Linked DNA regions of Mus musculus: region 2 is linked to region 1. Evidence: chromatin contacts called from public promoter capture Hi-C data. All regions are on one chromosome and are shown on one strand. Each heading gives the region's core, a stretch centred on a gene start, on an enhancer-like site or on the middle of the called end of the contact. The rest is flanking DNA. Distances are from core to core; before and after follow the strand shown. Region 1 overlaps Usp33 (ubiquitin specific peptidase 33). Region 2 has its middle 8.7 kb from the start of Gm32085.

Region 1 (3,284 bases), core at 352-2,851:
ATACTACTAGAAGCCTAAGCCAGGACCCTCAGTCTTAGAGAACTACAGGCATGTTTATAGAAAACTGGGCATGTTATAGGTGCTTATTGTTCTAACTTGAAATGAGGTAACAGAAGGGTCAGATTTTCAAGGCCATCCTCAGCTACATAGTTCCAGGCCAGCCTGGTGAAAGTAAAACATTGTCAAGAGAAAAATCAATAATAAACTTAGACGCATACACAGCAGTCCCACTGGGACAGCAGATGTCTTCACCCAGGTTCTTGCTTCTCTGCTCTGGGAGTTAGTCACCTACCATAGCAACAAGCTATCTAAGCTAAACCTATGCACGACCTGAGTGGAGTGGGGTATATGTTTAGTTCCTGTACTTGGGAGGCATAGCCAGTCGGATCTCTGAGTTCAAGACCAATATGGTCTACAAAGCAAGTTCTAGGACAGCCAGAGAGAGAGAGAGGGTGGGGAGAAGAAAAGAAAGAAAACCCGTATTGGTCTCACTACTTACCAGTTAGAAAGAGCCTGCAGCGCCGCGTTCATATAACAAGTATTTCCAATGTTTTTCAAACCTGTCAGGCCTGTGAAAAAGAAATATTAAGTCACCATTCAGCAAAACATGAATGACTCAATTTGTTTGGTGTTTATTAAGAACAATTTCAAAAGTTAAAGCTATAGAATGGGCTGATAGTTCACTAGCAGAGCATATGCATACTGTGCATAGAGCCCAGAATTCAATGCCTAGTGGGCAAACATACACACATTCACTGGCACAGTACAGGAACAACATTAAAAACACAGACACATGGAGACACAGGGCAGCGCCTGAACAACTCAGTGGCCACACTGTTGGAAATTTCTCACTCTCTAAATTTTTAAGCTTTAGATAAATTCAAGGGTTTGTTAATTTAACCTAAAAATCTGCACTTAAAAAACAACCTTTTCTACTGTTATGTAAGAAAGAATACATGGGGTGGTCACAATGACTAGGGTCTCATTATGTAGCACTAACGTCCTGGAACTCAATCTGTAGACCAGCTGACCTTGAGCTCACAGAGATCCGCCTGCCTCTGCCTCCCGAGTACTGGATTAAAAGTGAGACACAACCAGTTTAAGAATATATTTTAAATAATCTGACTTAAGATTACAGTTCTCATTTGGCCCAAAGCCCAAGTGGGAAGTCAGCCTGACGTCTGTGATGGGCATGGAGCACAGTGCCTTCCACAGGCTGCATTTACCTCGTCTGTTGGTTGGCACTCTATTTTTCTCAGTTTGCTCTATCATTAAGAGAGAAAACAGAGACTGACAACTCCCAACACAACAAAATAGAAACAATGACAAATATCTCAAAACTAGAATTATAAGCAAGGTGTGGTGGTGCACACTTTTTTAAAGATTTATTTATGTATTTATTTTTACTTAATGTATATAAATACACTGTAATTTTCTTCAGACACACCATAAGAGGGCATCAGATCCCATTACAGATGGTGGTGAGCCACCATGTGCTTGCTGGGAATTGATCTCAGGACAGGGAAGGGCAGTTGGTGCTCTTACCCGCTGAGCCGCCTCTCCAGCCCCTTGGCGCACGCTTTTAATCCCATCACTGGGGAAGCAGAGGCAAGTAGATCTCTGTGAGCTTAAAGTCAGTCTGGTCTACACAGCAAGTTCCAAGACAGCTATAAGTATGTAATAGAGAAATTCTGTTTCAAAGAAAAACAACAACAAAAAAACCTAAAAAATAAACTTAAAAAAACCCTACTGCAGCTCAGTAGAAGGGTGCTTGTCTAATATGCACACAGGTCCTGTGTCCCAACAACTAGCGGAACATTCAGAGTTTACATTAAGTACTGTGAGCCTTGAGAACAGGAAAACCAGCTGGGCGTGGTAGCACACGCCTTTAATCCCAGCACTCAGGAGGCAGAGGCAGGCAGATTTCTGAGTTCAAGGCCAGCCTGGTCTACAGAGTGAGTTCCAGGACAGCCAGGGCTACAGAGAAACCCTGTCTCGAAAAACCAACCAAAAAAAAAAAAAAAAAAAAAAAAAACCAGGAAATCCTGTCCCACTGCCTCCTAGTGTGGAAGTTCAAAGTTCTGAGTGACTAGGTCAAGAGGAGCCCTGGAACCGCCTGGCTCCTTTTCCAAATAATGCCGCCCCCTTACTCTTGTCTTCCTTTCTTTTCGTTTCTTTTTATAGATGCAGGTAAAATAAGAGCAGTGTAAGCTAACCTCTGACCTCAGCCTCCTCAGCGCTGGGTAAGACGTGCAGTCTGCCAAGGTACCGACTTCACATCACCCTAGCAACCCTTCCCTGGCAGGTGAGAACCCAAAAATAGGTCAACGGCTAAAGGCTCCCAGAAGACAAGGGAGAGTCCAGCTGTGACAAAGTGACACCAGACAAATCAAGTTTGCAATTACTGCAAACGCTGGTCTACAAGATCACGTCTGTGGGCTCTGTCCTTAATTATCATCTCTCATCTGTTTTGAACTACTCATTATGCAGCTTCCTAGTCAAATGGGCAGGGCCGCAGAGAGGAGCACTGACAGAAGAGCCCACCTCTAGCCTTCAGCTCGTCTTCCTCTTCCACTTCTATATCCAGATCTTCAGACACAGCAACCATGGGGGTTTTCAATGCTGGATTACTGGGAATTTTAAAATCCTTAATAATAAAAAGAAAACAAACTCGAATAAATCCTTATGCTATCAAAACACACTTTAATTTTAACTTACATAACATTTACACCACATATTGAATATTGAAAGATATTACCGTAACAACAGAAACTGGCCAGCATAGTGGCACGTGTTTGTAACCCCAGCACTCAGGCAAAAAGATCAGCTCAAGTCCAGTCCTGGTTGGTAAAAGGTTAGAGGGCAGCCTGAGCTACATGAAACTCTGCTCAGAAAACAACCGTAACAGCAGGGCTAGGACGCTGGCTTAGTGCCGAGAGCATGCGGGGACCCGAATTCTACTCCAGCACCTACATCAGGTTGTTCTTTCTCAGCTGCTGCCACCCCGGCGCATAGGGGTCTGAAGGCTCCCTGGGTTCCTAAGGCGCCTGCACTTACACATAAAGAATGTGTGCCATTGGCAATTATTATAAAGTTTACATTTAGGTTTTGGTAGTTTTGGCTATGTGGATCTATGTAAAGATACATGTGTGCACGGCTGCAGAAGGCCGAGGCAGCAGGTCTCGGAGCTGGAGCCAGAGGTGGTGCTCGCTCACCCAGTGTGGGTGCTGGGAACCAAACTCAGGTCCTCTGCAAGAGCAGTGTGTACTCTTAACCTCAGTCGC
Region 2 (3,284 bases), core at 380-2,879, 330 kb before region 1:
GCTGTCTCTTTTCATCAAAACATGAAAAAAATTATATGAGTAAAAAATGAAGTAAATTTTAGTCTAGTTCATTGTGAGCTTCTCAAAGTAAGATTTTAGCGGGGTAATTCTTATTGCATGTTGGTTGCAAGCAATATGTACAGCCATGCATGAATTGTCAGAAACTTTTTAATAAAAACAGATCTCACCATGCCAATGGACATTATAAATATAGTGGTCACCTGAAGAACAATATATGGCGGGGGGTGGGGGAGGGAGCTGGGAGCAAGCTGAGGGGCAGAGATGAAGGACAGGAAATTAGCCATGTCAGTATCTTTGCCGTTAGTGATGGGCCAGCCCTCAAAGCCAACGGTGGAAGGCTTTCGTCTGTCTGTTGGACAAGAGCCCTGCTCCGTAGAGGAGTTTTAGACATAAGATGTTAATTTTAACAAAAGATGATAAGTTCTTGCTGTTGGCGTGTGACTGACTTATATAACATGAGACCAGCAAACCCTCACGGTAGATAAAACAAACAAAAACATGGCCTATGCTTAACTCTGGGTTGTTGGGCCTAAAATTCCAGGGCTGCAGCAAAGACAAGAGCCAAGAAGCCATAGCGTGCGTGCGTGCGTGTGAAGGACGAAGAGCGCCTTCCCAGGGCCCAGGGCCCAGCGTGCCGGTCCAGGTGCGTCTCCATCCCACAGGCCACAGAAGTCATCACGACGCACTTGCCACACTGAGGTAGCATTAGTCTGGGTAAGTTCACCAAGAGAGGACAATCCGTTATTTCATCATGCCCTCTCCCCAGAGGAGTTTATCAGGAGTTTTAGCGTATGGAAATGCGCACTACTTCATTATGCTTTTTAAATGTTCAGCTTTTATTATTAGGGGCTATTTTTATTTTGGGGGAGACCTGTACATTGGCTGTATCTAGTAAGCATACTAATATTGGCGCTGTTGGGTTGAACAGGAATTCAAAAGACTCTTTTAACATGTCCTTGTTGTCTTTTGTAATGCTGTATAATTGTGGCAGGAACACGGGGAGTACCTCCTGTGCCCATGCTGTGGTACCCCCTGAACAATCACACCTTGCAACAGGCCAAGTATAAAGAAAGTTTATTGTGGGGAGGGAGGGAAGGGGACCTGGGAAAGGGGTAGAGGCAGAGCAAGGGGGACACAGAGGACAGAAGGGAGAAGGAAGAGGAGGGAGGGGAGGAGGGAGAGAGAAAGAGAGAGAGAGAGAGAGAGAGAGAGAGAGAGAGAGAGAGAGAGAGAAACACAGAGAGAGAAACAGAGAGAGAGAGAGGGAGAGAGAGAGACAGCAGTCCCTCTTTTAGGCCTTGTACCCACCTGGTGGCGGGTGATGATGTAAGCTGTTGCTAGGTAGCAGTTGGGTAGAAGTTTACAGTTAGATGGTGGTGACCCAATGCCATTTGAAGCCTCTACAATCAGGCTTCAGAAACCTGTGAGAACTGAACTCAATATTCCAGCTTTAAGGCTCCTCTGCTTTGAGCTGCTCCGGATTGATCTCCTTCCTTCGTATCCATTCACGCACTTGCCTTGAGTGCAGAGTCCAAACCTAGAATAGTTTCTATGACAATAAGGCAAAGCAAACAAGCTGTAAACTCACTGATCCTTTAGACAGACCTCAGGGGAGCAATCTCGAAACACGCTGTGCAATGCAGTGTCAGGGGCCGGAGCCAGGCAGAGGCTAGGGAGGCGAGGGTGCGAGACAAGGGGTGAGAAAATGTGAAGTTGACATCAGAAATTCTTGGTCTTTTTCCTAATGTGACATAAAAATATCTTCACTGAATAACAACCATGATATATAGAGCTAATAATTTAATTGGCTCAAACGCTATTTTTTGGTTTTGGACAGAAAAACTAAAAAGCATTCCCTAAATGACACAGACTATGTCCTCATTAGTAACACTGACAAATTTGAGTTAGTGGCAAAATGAGGATAGATAAAACGTATTTTTTTTTAAGATGGCTGTTTGCATTCTAATGAGAGAGAGAGAGAGAGAAACAAAAGGTGTGGATTTAGGTGGGCAGGTTAGTAAGGAGAATCTGGCAGGATCTGGGGCGGGGAAACTGTAATCAGAATCTATTATATGAAAAAAATCCATTTTAAATCTATCTTAAGGAAATTCCTAAACTCGATTACAAATACCTTGACAGCATTTCAGAAAGCAAGCCGTCGAGAGGCTGGACAGACTGCTCAGAGGTTAAGATCCCTTGCTGCCTTGGCAGAGGGCCTGAGTTCAGTTCTCACAGCCGCCTGTATCTCCAGCCTGGGACACCAATGTCCTCTTCTGGTCTCTGCAGGCTCCTGCATAAATGTGGCATACACTCATATATACATATAAAAAATAAGACAAAATCTTTTAAAATGATCATTTCATTTCCTATTTTAAGCAAGAAATCCAAACAAGTTTTGTAATTGATTATCTTGCCAACAGTCTTAGTCAAGACTTGGAATATTTTCCAGGAATTAAGTCCTATCAAATTAAGCATTTATTGTTTTCCTCCAGATGATAAATTGCCCTTAAAATTATCTTTCCAGACAAGTAGATTAGAACTTCTAATCCTTTATATATATAATAATAATCACAGAAGTGAAATAAATATTAGAAGACACAAACTCCCTTGTGGCAGAGGTTATAGCCTGGCTTTTTTCCCCAGCTGTTTAATTTCAAAATTTTCCAGCAGTTGAGGAGTCGGCTTATCATATGGATTGTGCACGGACAATATTCTTTTGGCAAGGTCAGGGAGATGTCAGGGAGCCATTTCTTTCTTGGCTTCCTATGTTAAAGAAGAAATCCAAGGTAGTTAGTACAAGAGACCACATATCAAAAGATAAGAAGTCCTGGGAGGGTGCACAAACACAGAGTGTATTCGTAGTCTGTAATCTCTATCTTTAATCCCACAAAACCACCAGTGGTCAATCATAGGTGTTCTATCCTGATGTCTGCCTCTAACCTTCATCACCTCCCTAAGATCCCAAGTCTGAACACCACTGCTGAGTGAAGTTTCAACACACACAGTGGGGATTAAGCATTGCTGGGCTGTTTGGAGGGAAACCCATGTTCTAACCACAACAATAGAGAGGACTTCACAAGGGTAGGGGCGCAGGGCATGATCAGAAACTTGGATTCAGAATACTCAAATTAAAGTGTTAATATACTTTAAAGTGGAATTATCAAGTAAATATTGTATACAAGAGTTTGTTAGAATCAACATGTAGGCCAAGAGCTTGTATTTGGAAATACTGAGAGTATACACATGGTATATAAAGCCAGGAG

Evidence for each region. Capture Hi-C pulls out chosen DNA fragments and counts their contacts.
Region 2: a contact with region 1 is called in a promoter capture Hi-C map of pancreatic islet. The contact joins two enhancer-like sites. A contact is called at or near these places in 1 of 39 promoter capture datasets (hippocampal neurons), 1 of 484 Hi-C or Micro-C datasets (bone marrow-derived macrophages) and 3 of 9 other capture datasets (adipose tissue, liver and pancreatic islet).

Annotation. Positions count from the first base shown.
Region 1 is chr3:152,361,263-152,364,546 of GRCm38.p6, reverse strand. Usp33 (ubiquitin specific peptidase 33) reads right to left here. Exons shown (of 24, transcript NM_133247.3): 6 at 2,545-2,647; 7 at 500-569. Among named protein-coding and RNA genes, the nearest start is that of Usp33, 16 kb to the right of the region's middle. Within about 2 kb of position 1,601, at least 3 of the 459 cell types and tissues checked have an H3K27ac peak or open chromatin away from gene starts, as enhancers often do. A contact at or near this core is called in pancreatic islet, where this site is marked.
Region 2 is chr3:152,687,681-152,690,964 of GRCm38.p6, reverse strand. No RefSeq gene overlaps it. Among named protein-coding and RNA genes, the nearest start is that of Gm32085, 8.7 kb to the left of the region's middle. Within about 2 kb of position 1,629, at least 8 of the 459 cell types and tissues checked have an H3K27ac peak or open chromatin away from gene starts, as enhancers often do. A contact at or near this core is called in pancreatic islet, where this site is marked.